Regions from separate parts of the Mus musculus genome. Here all the other regions are linked to region 2. A link is a contact called in public Hi-C data. All regions are on one chromosome and are shown on one strand. Each heading gives the region's core, a stretch centred on a gene start, on an enhancer-like site or on the middle of the called end of the contact. The rest is flanking DNA. Distances are from core to core; before and after follow the strand shown.

Evidence for each region. A called contact is a pair of places that touch in the nucleus more often than the background predicts.
Region 1: a Hi-C map of the N1E-115 cell line shows a contact between it and region 2, with 2.4 times the contacts expected there. The contact joins the enhancer-like site here to the promoter of Sgip1 in region 2. A contact is called at or near these places in 4 of 484 Hi-C or Micro-C datasets (the N1E-115 cell line, cerebral cortex, liver and 1 more) and 2 of 9 other capture datasets (liver and pancreatic islet).
Region 3: a contact with region 2 is called in a Hi-C map of rod photoreceptor, with 2.4 times the contacts expected there. The contact joins the enhancer-like site here to the promoter of Sgip1 in region 2. A contact is called at or near these places in 1 of 39 promoter capture datasets (macrophages), 1 of 15 datasets of contacts at CTCF or cohesin (pro-B cells), 7 of 484 Hi-C or Micro-C datasets (cerebral cortex, conventional type 1 dendritic cells, cortical glia and 4 more), 1 of 115 datasets of contacts at active chromatin or transcription factors (SST interneurons) and 1 of 9 other capture datasets (adipose tissue).

What each region holds. Positions count from the first base shown.
Region 1 is chr4:102,810,051-102,814,930 of GRCm38.p6, reverse strand. All of the region lies in intron 1 of Sgip1 (SH3-domain GRB2-like (endophilin) interacting protein 1), which reads right to left. Among named protein-coding and RNA genes, the nearest start is that of Sgip1, 52 kb to the right of the region's middle. Within about 2 kb of position 2,215, at least 10 of the 459 cell types and tissues checked have an H3K27ac peak or open chromatin away from gene starts, as enhancers often do. A contact at or near this core is called in the N1E-115 cell line and liver, where this site is marked.
Region 2 is chr4:102,758,253-102,763,300 of GRCm38.p6, reverse strand. Sgip1 (SH3-domain GRB2-like (endophilin) interacting protein 1) reads right to left here and starts at 3,166. Exons shown (of 26, transcript NM_001285852.1): 1 at 2,736-3,166. The coding sequence starts at 2,745.
Region 3 is chr4:102,717,995-102,722,348 of GRCm38.p6, reverse strand. No RefSeq gene overlaps it. Among named protein-coding and RNA genes, the nearest start is that of Gm24869, 17 kb to the left of the region's middle. Within about 2 kb of position 2,583, at least 33 of the 459 cell types and tissues checked have an H3K27ac peak or open chromatin away from gene starts, as enhancers often do. A contact at or near this core is called in pro-B cells and rod photoreceptor, where this site is marked.

The sequences.
Region 1 (4,880 bases), core at 966-3,465, 53 kb before region 2:
AGTACACTGTGGAAAGTTTATATATATATATGTATATATATATATGTATATATATATACATATATATATATACACACACATATATATATACTGTAATAGCTAAAGAATCAACTAAAAAACATATAAAGGGATATACTTCGATGACATAGAATTCTCAAAAATGTTCAAGCAACAGCCTCCAGGAAGGTGGGAAAAAGAAGCCAGAAAACAACCCAAATGCCATACTTACACTCTAACACATCAATAGTTTCATAACTGTAAGTGGACTAAGTGTGTGTAATAAAAACAGAAATTGGCCAGATGATTAAAAATATGACCAATTTGAATGCCAAATATAAGAAACGAACTTCAAATGTAATTGTGTAGGTTGAAAATGGAAAGATGGGAAAACACATTTTGCAAATGGGAAGCCAAGGTGAGTAGGAGAGCCTGTGGATATGAGACAAAGATGGCGTCTGCAAGGCGATTGCTACGGGCACAGAGAAAACTATCTTTATAAAAGGACAAAGTACATGCAAGCCAAAATGCATGTACAGGAGAGCTGCAAAATGCATGAAGCAAATATTTATGAACCTGAAAGAAGGGAACAGTGTGGGGGCCAGCATGTCTCTCAACAACTGATAGGACAGGTAGAAAATTAGCATTATTTCTTAGTAGGACTCCAGGAGATATTGCTAGGCTTGAGGGCTCTCCAGCGTACAGTCTTTACTCCCTGGATACAGACGAAAAGCTTCAATATCCTTCTAACTCTACTGGAAAAGCATCACACACAGGTCATCTGTGGTTAATTCCTTTTACTATCTGTACTAAAAGTAGATATTGGGGAAATGGAGACACTAACATTTAATTCATAAATTCAAAAATCTTACAGTCTAAGTAGAAGCAGACGGACCTTTTGGCTAGAGGTCCAAATTAACGTAACTTTACTTTGTAGACCCATTCCCCATAAAAACATGCTATATCATGTCAGAAGCATTAAGTCTCAGGCTCCATGATGGAAGGTCTAAAAGATGCCGTAAGTGGTCAGAGTCTCCCTGATGCAGAGTCTGCCTGGAAATTGATGGAAGGTTACAGTAGACAGTCAAGGGAGACAAAGCAGAAGAAAACAAACAAAATCACCGCCAAGAACTCAAGAGGCAACAGGGGAAAGGGCATGCACGAAATGAACGATGAGAAAAGGCAGGCAGGCAAAATATAAACTTATGCTGTGATCAGAGATAAAGGCACAGAGCCAGACGGGGCCCAAAGAGCACAGATAATTGCAGGGATAGAGGAAAACACAGGTGTGCTTGGAAAGTAATTCAGGGACGCTTCTGATGGGGATGCTGCCCGGGCAGTATCCCTGTGCGTCAATGAGCCATTGCTGCACTGGTTGCTCTTGTCTGGCGGGCGGGAGGCGTGGCAAGCCTGGTCACCAATGAGAAACATTTGAGAAGAGCTCGAAGTAGGCAAGCACAGGCTCTCCAAAGACAGACACCACATGTAGACTGTCATCTGTCAAATCTGCTCACATACCCATGGGCATGGGTTTGGGCTGCAGGGAAGAAAGGCTTTCTGCCCACTCTTATCCTGTGTTGTTGTTGTTACTTTTACAGCTTCATTTTTTTCCTACAATTACATACATGTACACAATACATACATATATGCAATACATATATTTTGATCATATCTTTATCTTGCTCCTGCTTCTCCTGAACTAGTCCCTCTCCTACTTTCATGAATTTTTGTGTATGCATGATCCACTAAGGTGTGTGTGTGTGTGTGTGTGTGTGTGTGCGCGCGCGCGTGCGCGCGTGTGCGTGTGCACACACACATGCGTGCTGTGCATAGAATCCAAGGCCTTATTGCATGGCAGGTCAGTGTTGTACCACTGAGCTACACACTCATTGTATCACTGTATACTTCAAATTAAAATATCCAGTCCCAAAGAGAAGAGAGTCTCCTAGGGCTCAGGGAGCTCAAGAAACCCACAAAACCTGAGAGACCCCTCCCCTGTGCTTCAGCGCTGAGCTATTGCTAGAGGATAGCTTCTGCAATGGAGCAACAAGTTGGTCGGGAAGTCTGGTGTGCAGCTTCCCGGAGTCATTACCTATGCGGTGGGCTCTGGGGATGCACCTGCTTTCCTGGAGGTGAGCCCTACCCCATGCCCTGTGTTCCCAGTAAATTCACTGGTCCGCTGGTCCTGCGGTACTTACTGTTCACTATACTGTACCTGGGATGAACAGAACTTTGCTCACATTCCCCCAGCAAGCCACAACCTCACCAATCCCCTCCCACTGTCCTGATGTTATTTTCTGTTAAGTGGATTAACATATCTTGCTAAAATAAAAGTTACTATCACATTTCAGATATTGCTAGACATCTGACAACCTTGAAACCCTGCAGAACACCCTGGTGGAGGAAGGCTTCTTGGTAATTCATCAGCTTGAGTGGTTCTGTCTCATGGAAAAAGACTCTGTGAACAGTAGAGCAGTTTAAATAGACTTGTTTTGCCTTTTAAGCCAATTAAGCTACCTAGGAAGAGAGGAATTTAATAAGATCTGGGTGGATAACAGGGGCTAGATTTTAACAGGCCCTGAAGAAGAAATTGTTGCAGGCTTAGGAGATGGACAGATATCTGCTGAAATATTTTCTTCCTCAATAGTCAGAGACGAGCATCTTTTTAAGGAACTTAAATTGATTCGTCTGGGCAGTGAGTGGTCCAAACCACGTCTGCTCAGCATCTGTTCACTCCAAGGGCCAAGTTTGACAGCAACAAACTCCTCCCCCTCTCCCCTTTTACTATCTGCACTAAATGCTAGGTACTGAAGAGATGGAGAGGCTAACATCTAATTTACAAATTCAGAAATCTTAGAGTCTAAGTAGAAGCAGATGCCAAATCAACAGACTCACTTTAATCTGAAAACCTAACAGCAGCTAGCCTAGACCCGGCTCATTCTACTTCCTGGCTTATCTCAAATCTACTTCTTGGGATCCCTCTAAGGACTGGACTCCTTTCTATTCCATAAAAAGGTTCCACTCAGCCCCAAAAGGCTTTTAAGCTAATATTTTTTTTCCAAAATGTTAACTATTACTAACTAGAGATAAAGCATGCAATGGAGATTTATTGACTATTATATTAGGGGGATTAGAATTAAAGAAATATTCTTCTTACTGATAATATCCCGATATAAACCAGCCATATGAACAAATGTAAGAACATGTAACAGAGAAATATTTAGTAGACACTAAACAGAGCAGGAAGGAAAGGGCCTAAACAGAGGACAGAACACAGACAGGGCTGACGGAGACACGGAGGACCTTGGCCTTTGCTTATGTAAATAAAGATTAGTATTGTCAATCTCTTCACAGTCAAGGCTGGCTGTGAAGCAAATAGTCAACCCCAGTGGTTGAGAACCCAGAGGGAGCACAGAGACGAACTAAGGACCCCAGAGATCTATTCCCCAGGACTCTGCAAAATGGACTTAACCTAAATGTTTTATAAATGCTGGTGCAAATGGTTAATGTATCACAATCAGTGACTGACTACTCTGGGTAGTTCTGCTGCTCTCCTCTATACTATAAAAAGAGCTTCTGAGCCATTCCTTGCAAATTCATCTTCTGTGTTTAATCGAGACCAGGTGGACTTTTCTAGCATGTGGTCACAGCTGGTCGCTTTGTCAAAGGAGGCCATGCATCCTGAAGTCTCATCTCTTTGATAAACAACTTCGAGACAGGACCTGAAGGGGCACGTGTAATTCAGGCATCTTGGACACTGGGTGTGTGCAAGCATGTGTGAAATAAAGTTACTTATGTAGCTCTAGTTTCCCTCCTGGTGTTGCCACAAAACACTCTGAGCAGAGCACTAAGAGGAAACTTAATGGAAAATGGTTAATTTTGCCTTAGACTTTTTTGAGGTCACTGGTGCATCACCGAGGGAGTCACAGCAGGAACCTAAAGGCAGGGATGCTTATTGTTCCACGCAGCATTACCTTTGACAAGGAACGCACTGAAGCTGAAGGATAGCAGGAACCATACAGGATGCTCTCTGCTGTCTCTCTTACTCTCTGGCTCACACACAAATTCATGCTTCATTCCTAGGACCGCCTGCCTACGAATGGTGCTGCCCAGAGTGGGCTGGGCCCATCAATTAAGGCAATCAAGACATTTCATCATAAAATGTCTATGGACCATCCTGATAAAGACAGGAAGTCAGTTAAGACTTGTATTTTCAGGTGAGCCCAGGCTGTGTCATGTTGACAGTTAATGTCAACTAATACTCATATTTTTTTATAAATCATAATTTTAATTGGATTTTCTTGTACAAATGTCCAGTCATCTACAAATTTATGGTTGAGAGACATGAGTTACATCAAACATGATGCAAGCTGGGGGTGGTAGCTCACTTGGTGAATTGCTTGCTGTCCAAACATTAGGACACAAGTTCAATGACCTGAATCAATATTAAAAAGGCAGGTACAGTAATATGGAGCACTGGGGAAGCAGACACAAGCAGATCACTGCTTTTTGGCCAGATAGCCCAGCCTAATCAAGTTAGTCCCAGACTGACTCAAAAAACAAAGTGCACAGTAACAGAGGAGGGATCACACTCAAGGTTGCCCCTGGTCTACACAGGCACATGGTTTCCTATGCACGTGCCCCTGTGCACACTTACACAAAACTTCAAAAACTCATAATGTGTTAAGTAAGTTATCACCTGTAATGTGCCACATTCACAGCTGTTCTCTGCTACATGTGGTTGCATGTGGCCTGTGAGATGCAGTTGGAACACATATATAAGGCAGATATGTATATTACCTATGTTATGTTGGCTTTTCCTAGCAGAGTACAACTGCTAACACTGTTACAGTTAGCTATGATCAAAGAATCAAGAATGAGAT
Region 2 (5,048 bases), core at 1,917-4,416:
TTTCATGAGGATAACTGAAATAAAGCAATGGAACCACACAGTGATTTGTCGAAGGATCCTGCAGTTATGAAGTTGGCTCTCAGTATGAGAGCAAGAGGGAGGTGGTACCACTCCTCATCTAAGACCAGGCCTTCCAAAAGAGACTGGATGAACGAAGCCTACATCCTGTTCCAATCAAACAGAGATATGAATCTGAACCATAATGCATTCATCTAAATATGTATTTATTCTTGTTCCCCACAAAGTAGAGGAGGGGCTGAAAAGTTGCCCTGCCAGACTTTCCCCAAGCAGCAGACAGAATCACTGCAGCAATATAGCAGTGTGCACGCACGCGCACATGTTAGTATCAACTACAGCCTCTCTAGAACTGTGTTTATGTGCATGACTGCACATGCATGTGTGACCATGTGTATGTGTCACATAGGCTCTGGCTGAGAACAGACTATGCAGATGCTTGGCAGTGTAATCTCACAAGACACACATGGCATTTCACCTGAGACCTGCTAGGACAGCATTTCTGGCACCTTGGGTGAGTTCTCATCTTTCCAAGGTTATTGTGGCATGTGCAATACCCTGGTATTCTCTGGGGGTGGTTCAATGGACATAACTGCTGTAACACATCTTCGGAGTAAGACAAATTTAGAGCAGGAATTCTGGGATGCAGTATCAGAAATAGACATAGGCGTTGTGAAAAAGACTGGCAATTTAGTTGGAAAGCCACTGACTGGGAAATAGATTTCTGATTAAGGGTCCTACCTGTTTTTCCAAGGTCACTGAACAATTAATAGGAGACCTTTTAAATAGGAATTACAAATAGAAAATGTTTATTCGTTTCACGTGGAATTCGAAAGCAGGGGGCACACCTGTCTAATTTCTCCTGTGGAGATTCATTAGAGGCCGCAGAACCCATCCTGTCATCTCTGATCCCACCAGTGAGAAGATAACATCCTCCATTAGATAAATTGGGCAAGCTAACCACAGTGCTACTTCATCTCAACACCAGTCTTTGTTAGAGTTCCCGTTTCAGTTTCTGCAGCTCAGATAAGCTTATCTTAGGCCTTCAAGCTGATGTTCCGGATGGCACAACAGACCTGATTACCAGGAGAACCACTAGTGATCATCAGGAAATGCTACCAACCTCCAAAGAACTCATGGGATAGTTTCAAGCCCAGAAGTGAAAGAAACGGTCCTCAAATTTCCCATGGAAGATTAGAACTGAATCAGAATGTATGCAGATGCATTTCAACACGTCCTTTGTCAAATTTAGCTATAAAAATAGTACCCTTCTATAGACAAGTTATCTTTTTTTTTTTCCTGATGAGGATAAGTCTTGTGGGCTTTGAATTAAAAAGTATGTAAGTTACACTTTTTCTGTTTATCTTGCCTTGCTAGTCAAAGATTACATTCATTTGGAATTAACTAAAATTGATTTAACCATAGAATCTTAACAATCTCACTTAGCTCTCTGAACACAAGACCAGGCTCTAAACGGAATGATGCGCTGCCTCCATTTAAGGCTATTTCCCTGAATCTATGAGCTTCTACCCCAGAATTCTTCTCTCCCTGGAGTCACACTAATGACATTTGACATGATGACGGGGGGGGGGGGGTGGGAAGGGGGAAAGGAGGGTGGCGGAGAGACAAGGGGAGCTTCACTGGTTTTGTTGAAACCATCTCCCTTTTATTCCAGTTTGGTAAATTGCTAAGGTCCATTGACCATTGGCAACTGGTAGGACAGACCTTGGCTTTAGGTGGCCCCTCTGACATTTCTGTGGCTGATCTGAGACCCATTATGCACTAGGTTCTGCATTATAAAATCTAGCCTGGGTCCAAAATTTCTGCCTGTCATCTTAGGAAAGGCCAGGAGTTTTACCCCATCCTGCAATGTGAAAACAGATAATCAAAGGCAACATAGAGCTGTCTGCTTCTTCTCTGACCAATTTGTTGCTTTTTCTGAGGTGATGTTGGCTGTCACTATCTTAGACTGGAAAGGGCAAGCTGGTAGAATAAAATGTAGTTTAAATAGCATCTCCCAGGGGAAGGTCCTCCCTACACTTAGTATTAAATGCAGTAAGATAATCAGCAACTAATCACTTGATGCTAAACTAAGAGCCATTTCCTCTACGAACTGGTCTGAACCTGATGAAGGAGCAAAGAGGCCCAGGTCTTTTTCTTAGATCGTTCATTCTGCTGCAATGACAGCCCTCATAAAACTCCAGTTTATGAACCAAATTTGTTGCACCCCTCACTCCAATACTATAATGCAAACCTCAAAGATCAGAATATCTTATAAGATATGTAAGCAGTTCACTGAAAATGCCAGCATAGATAACTCTCTCGATGACCTCTTCTGTCTAATATCAATTTCGGAAAATACTTTCCATTGCAAAGATTTAACCAGCGTGCTTAACCTTCCACAGAAACCCCTTATCTTCTTCCCCAACTTGTTTGTTCTGAGACCTTATTCTTGGCTGCCTCAGCTCTCTGCAAACACTTAGGCTTTTCTCTTTTCAAAGAGGCTGGGAGCTGTGGAGATTCTGAGCTAGACAGAAACCCTGTGGTTTGATTCCATTAGTCTAAGCCTGGGCCCGGTTGCAAGCAAGCTGCAGTATCTGCTTGCAAAAATCCTGGCAGCCAGGTTCTAGACACAGACACCACGGGCTGCATGCATTCTTCCATACTGGTCTACCCAAATCTTGCCTGGAGCCAGCCAACCACAGCAGAGGGAATCCTACCTTCCATCATGGTGGCAGAATTGCATTCCTTATTTTCCAAGAAGTCAGAAAAAACACAGGAGGATACGCTTCCAGGTCCCAGCTAAGTCCTCACAAAGCTGCCGCTGAGGTCTGCTCTGCTTGCTGCCAAGCCAAAGGAGACAAGTGTTAACCCGAAAGACCGGCCATGGATGCAGCTAGTGCTGCTTCACCTACAGTCTCCCAGGAAGATGCTGTGAGAGAAAGGCAGAGAGGAACAGCAAGCCGGCGAGCTGCACCGCCTGCGCTGCCTCGGCCAATCCCTTCAGCTCTGGACCGCGTCACATGGTAGCCAGCCTGCATCTCCTGACACAATACCCCCGGAGAGCGCACGGAACCCATTTCCCGTCCCCATTGCTCGCTACCCCCACTGCCTCCCGCTCCTCTCCAAACACACAGCCCCTTCCCCACCTGGTGACGCACTTCCCCCGCCCCTCCTCGTGGTCCTTGCAAGCCTATTGCGGCTCTGGGGCGCCCGATGATCTGAACTGCCACCCTGACAGGGGATGCCAGCAAGAAAGAAGCCCAGGAGGCTGATCCCAGGGATTTTTTTTTTTTTTTCGTTTTTCTCTCTTTTACTTATTTTTTTAAGAAAACACTTCTTAGTAATTCCAGATCTTAGCAACACACGTTTACACTCCCATTCCAACCTCACTTTGACCTGAAGGAATTTCAAATGTCAGCGCTTGGCCTCTGTGCACATCTGTCATCTGTGGCTGGCTCGCGCTCTCTTTAGGTCTCTCTGGCCCCCACACCCCCCGCGCCCTGTCTCTCTGTCTAGGTCTCTCTGTCTCTCCTTGTGTGTCTCTTCCTCTCATTCACGAGAGAAAAATCAATTCGCTGACGTCACATCATAAACAACCATCCCCCAAAGGATGATGCAGGAAAAAAAATTCATCCCAGCTGCCTTGAAAGGAAGCAGGAAATTAATTGCGCATGACATGCCCAAGGGCTGGCAACTGTCATTAAAACAAAGAAACAAAAGAACCCACCCGATTCGGGCTCTGGAATCAAACAGGCGATGCTCCAGCTCATTTCTGGGGCGAGAGGCGGGAGAGGGGGATTGAAGGCAAGAGTCTAAGCGTTGGCCGCCTCAGGCGTGCGCGAGTCGCCTCCTCCCACGCACTCCGCTCCGCAGCCGCGACCCCGGGGCTGCGGGGGCCCTCCGTCACCGCGTCCTCCAGCCGAGCTGGGCAGACGCCTGCCCCAGGTGGGGAGCCTCGCTTGCAGCCTCGGCTACAGCTGCCAACTGAAGCCGCTGCTACATGGCAGGTTTTGCAAGACGCTCCTCCTGCAGTCTTCAGTCGCCTAGGAGCCCAGTCGTTCACCCCAAGGGAAATCCAGAGAGGAAGGCAATCGGTCCAGGTTGCGCTGGAGGAATGGGCGGAGCCTGGGCCTTGGCAACTTGCTAGAATGGGGAAAGGTTCAGGCACAAGGTCTGGTGGAGCTGAGGGTCTGTCACCTGAGTGCTATCAAAAGTCCTAGGAGTCCTTCAAAGGGAGGGACTCCCAGGCCTGGTGTCCTGTGATCCTGGGTTTAACCAGGCTAAAACAAAGCAAAAAGAAATAAATTGAATCGAGTAAGGAAGGCCTATCACTGTAGGGAGCAGATGATGAAAAGGCTAGAGAAAGGTCTTTAAACTAAGGAAGAATAGCAAAGCCGGGGCTATGAAAATCTCTTTATTGAAGATCAGGTCAGAAACTAACAATAGGGCTGATCATTTATAACACCCTCACTTAGTATTACCCAGATCTCGACATAGTCTGATTCTTTCCTCCAGAGGGAATACGAGATATTGGTGGCTATGAAATACTAAAGAGGCCGAACGAAGAGATGAATTAGTCAAAATCAAAAAGCAACTCAGCTTCTTAGTAACTTACAAGAGTTTTATAATAATAATTAATGATAATAGCAATAATAATAATTTTTAAAAGCCTCATTGTTTTCCCACAAGGATCCATCTTTCTGTGGCTTCTGCATTTAAACATTAAAGTCTCCTGAGAGCTATACATGCTCGTGGCTTTTTCCCGAGGCCTATGAGGCCGTAGAGTTTTAAAAGGAAGAGATTACAAAGTAACACTTGTCTTAAGGGCAAGTTGATTGGCTCTAAAAACTGTGGTGGGTTATTGAATAAAGGATGTGTGTGTGTGTGTGTGTGTGTGTGTGTGTGTGTGTGTGTGTGTGTGTGATTAGCAAATTATTTTAATGAAGATTAACAACAGGGATGGAGACTGGTATCAAACAATGAAATGGAATCCTGTCTCTTCTTCATTGAGGTCTGAGAACAGAGGCCAG
Region 3 (4,354 bases), core at 1,334-3,833, 40 kb after region 2:
CAAGACCTGGTTGCTGTTGCTGTTGTTTGCTTATTTCTTTTGAGGCAGGATCTAACTACATAGCCCAGGCTGTCCTAGAAGTCACAACCTTCTGGCTTCAGCCTCTCAAGTGCTGGGATTATAGTCATCTGCTTCCATTTCCAGCATCAAAATTATCTTGTTTGGTTAATGGGTTATGTAGATTTCTGCTTTTCTTGTCAGGCTATGGAAGAATAACGGTAATCATGGGAAATGATAAATTATGATTAGAGAAGGAGGTAATGACTGATAATTAGTGTCACTTGTAATGATTGGAATGTAACAGAACTTACAGTAAAATTATTAGTGTCCTTTAATACATTAAAGCTTTAATCTATGTAACAGACACAAATTTGGTATAATAAATGGAAGAAATAAGTCCTTACTAAAATAGATGCTATATCTATGTGTTGAGCCTAGCACTACTCTGCCAATAAAAAGAGTGCCTTAAATTTGAACTTGAGGTTTCTGTTCTTTCCTTTCTTCCCTTCATCCCTCCCTCATTCCCTTATCCTCTCTCCTTCCCTCCCACCTCCCCTCTGTGTGTAAGTGCGTGTGAGTGTGTGTGTAGGTGGTGATGGAGTAAGTGTGTGTGCGTGCTTGTGTGAGTGGTGGTAGAGTCGACATTAGATGTTTTCCTTTGTTACTTCCTGCCTTAGGTTTTGAGGCAGAATCTTTTACTGAACTCCAAACACCCTAGCTCTGTGCTAGGGTTATAGAGATGCCCAATGAAATGCAGCTTTTATGTGAGCACTGGGATCTGAACTTAGATCTTCACGCTTGTTCAGTGAGCACTTTACTGACTACAACATCTCCCCAGTCTGAGATTTCAATTCTTAGGCAATATATTTTTAACACTCCATGTATGTTACTATTAACAATGGCTTCACTTTAGCTTGATATCAACAGTGTGTGTGTGTATGTGTATATATATATATATATATATATATATATATATATATATATATATATATATGTTTATACATTCTAACAGATGTACAGTGGCAGAGAAGTCATATATATAATATGCATATATATATACACATATATATCATACATTTTCATTTAAAATGTAATTACTTAGGTTGTGAGAATCAAGCATGTTTATTGTGGTGCTCATATTCACTTACTGCTAAAAAAAAAGATTATGGACCCATTTGCATGTAGAAAGACTCTTCAATGATTTTCTACTGAAAGTACATGCATATAAATGTATATATGTTCTTTGTACATACACACACACGGGAGGGGGAGCTGGATTAGTGAATTATTAAGTGGATTTTTATTTTCAAGTTGATTAACTATTGCTAACTAGTTCTCAGAATAGGCTCTATCCATTACTCTCCACGAGAGGGACACACCCTTCCCAGCATTGGTTAGTACTAGATTTTTTAACATTTACCTCAGTAAGGGTTGGTTTTAATTTGCTTTGAGCATCTCTTTATCCTCCTGCTCGACAAACTGCTATGCATATATAGTTTGCCCTTTTAGGCAATATAGTTATTTTGTTTTCCTTACTCAACTGTAATAGCCATTGGTGAATTTCAGTTATGTTTACTCTGAATAATTTTCCTGGTGTAAATGTGTCTTTTCCCTAATTTCTTATTGTCTTTTGTAAACATACATGTTTAATTTTACTGTAGTTGAGTTATTCCCAGCCTTTCCTTTGTGCTGATTGAGAAAAAGATTTACTTACTTCATGTCTATGAGTACGCTGTTGCTGTCTTCAGACACACCAGAAGAGGGCATCAAATCCCATTACAGATGGTTTTATGAGCTACCATGTGGTTGCTGGGAACTGAACTCAGGACTTCTGGAAGAGCACCCAGTGCTCTTAATGGCTGAGCCATCTCTCCACCCACTATGGATGTCTTTTGAGTCTGGTTTAATGGCACTTTCCTGTCCAAGATAGTGTCCTATATTCTAGATTGCAAATGTGATTTCTCCTAGAATTCAGACTTTGTTCTATTTGGTAGAAATTTATTTTTAATTAAAAAATTCTAATTATTTTTTGAGAATGCCATATATGTTTACAATGTGTTTTGATGAAATTCACCTTCAGTCCCTCCCCTCTAACTTCTCCCCTGAAACCACATCTTCCTCTTATGTTCGTGTCCTTCCTCTTATGTTCATGTATGTCCTTTTTAACCACTGAGTTCAATTGGTGCTATGAGGACATGTTGTGGGAATGAGATCATTTACTCTATCTTGGGCAACTACCACAGCTGCATTTCAGAAGAAAACCAATACTCCCTCTATTGGCAACCACCAACTACCAAGAACTCCTCAGCTAGGATGGAGCTTTGTGGGTCTCTCCACCATCCACATTTGTATTTTTATTGGCTTGATCTAATGTAGGTAGTGTGCACAGCCACAGCCAGTTGAGTTCTTGTGTGCAAGGTGACTATCATGTCCAGAAAACACTGCTTTGCAACAGTTCTGAGCAATCTCTGGCTCTTACAATCTTCTAGCTCCATCTTTTTCCATGATCCCTGAGCCCTGAATGGAGGAGGTGTGATACCCATGCCCCATTTACACTGAGCCCTCCACAGTTTTCTTATTCTCTGCAGTTTAACCAGTATGGAGCTCTGTATTAAGCGCCATCTACTGGCAGTGACATTTTATGTTTGTACAAGGTAAGAATCAAATTTCAATTTTCCCAAGCAAATCACATTGTCCCAACACTTGTACCATGTCTTTTGCTGTCTGTCATCTTTCAATATCACTAAAATACAGTCTATGTCTTTGTCCTTTCTATTTGATTCCACTAGTCTATGTCTCTGCTATGATTTAGAGAAATGTCTTCAAAGGTCCTTGTACTAACATCTTGGCTTCCAGGGTGCTACTACTTGGAGGTAGTGGATCCTCAGAGGTGGGTCCTAAGGAGAGGTCCTGAGGTTGCTGGGTTAGATCCTGCTTTCTGGTTGTAACATCAGCTGCTGTGATTGGTCACATGACCCACCATTGACATCCAATGCCCCCAGCAGAAGCCCCAACTCATGGAATCAGTCAGTCCTAAACTAGACTCTCAAAACTTGTGAATCATATAGGCATTTTCTCTTGTTGGTTAATTATTTTGAGTATTTTTGAACAGTGATACAAAGCTGAAATAATACTATCTCTTCACAGACTACCCTGCATTAGTCAACATAACTTAAAATAACATGCTAACACCCTTCTTAGAATTATTTTGAAACTTGCGTATTCATGATCCCTTGCTCCTCAATATTAAGTTATAACAAGTAATACATATTTAGTGGCTCAAGCAACAGAAATTTATATTCATACAGCTCCGGAGTCCAAGATTAAGGGTTTGGTTCCCCTTTGAGGTTCGTGAGAAAAATGTTTGCTTCAGATACTCTTGACTTAAAAATGGCATGTTCTACTCAGAGTGTCTTCATGTTATCTTTTCTTTATCCTTGTCTATTTTCAGATTTTCCTTTTTTATGAAGGTACTTTGACAGTAGAGTAGTGGCACCGAAATGGGGCATCATGATTACCAGATGAAAGAATCAAGTTGGCATAAAGACTAAAATTCCTCTCTACCCCTACAACAGCAATGAACAGCAAATACAAGACGAGGTCATGAGAAAGTAGTTCTATGTAAACATAGGATGGTAAACTCAGGTGGTCTGAGCTCTTGAGCTCCTATGGTCCCTGCTCAGCAGCTCGTTTCTACTCTTGAGACTACCACTCCCCTTCCATAATACAGGACCACTGTCTCTATCAACATCCATAGGTTCCTGGTCCAGCTCATTGTTCCAGGATACAGAATCCTGGGGATTTTTGCAGAGGTGCTTCAGACTCGGATCCATACTTACTAAAATCACTAGTCATGTTGGGTTGGGGCCTGTACCAATGACCTCATTGCAACTGTGTCACCCCTCCATTGATCCTTTCCCCTAAAACACTAGCATTCTGGGGTTGCTACATGTTAGAATTTAATACAGTATTTTAAGGAGAACACTAAATAGCCGATTATAATCTGTGCTGGATAGTTTCATGTCAACTTGACACAAGCTCAAGTCTCCATAAGATCAGGTTATAGGTAAGGCTCTAGGGTGTTTTCTTAATTATTGATTGATGGAGAGTTCAGCCTATTGAGAGTGGTACCATATTTAGACTTGTGGTCCTGGGTTCTATAAGAAATCAGGCTAAGCAATCAATAATGAGCAAGCCTGTAAGCAGCATCCCTCCATGGCCTCTGTATCACTTCTTTCCTCTAGGTTCCTGCCCTGTTTGAGGTCCTGTCTTGGCTTCCTTTGGTGATGAACAGTGATTTGGAACCATAAGTCAAACAAATTCTTTCCCCTCACAAGTTGTTTAGCTATGGTGT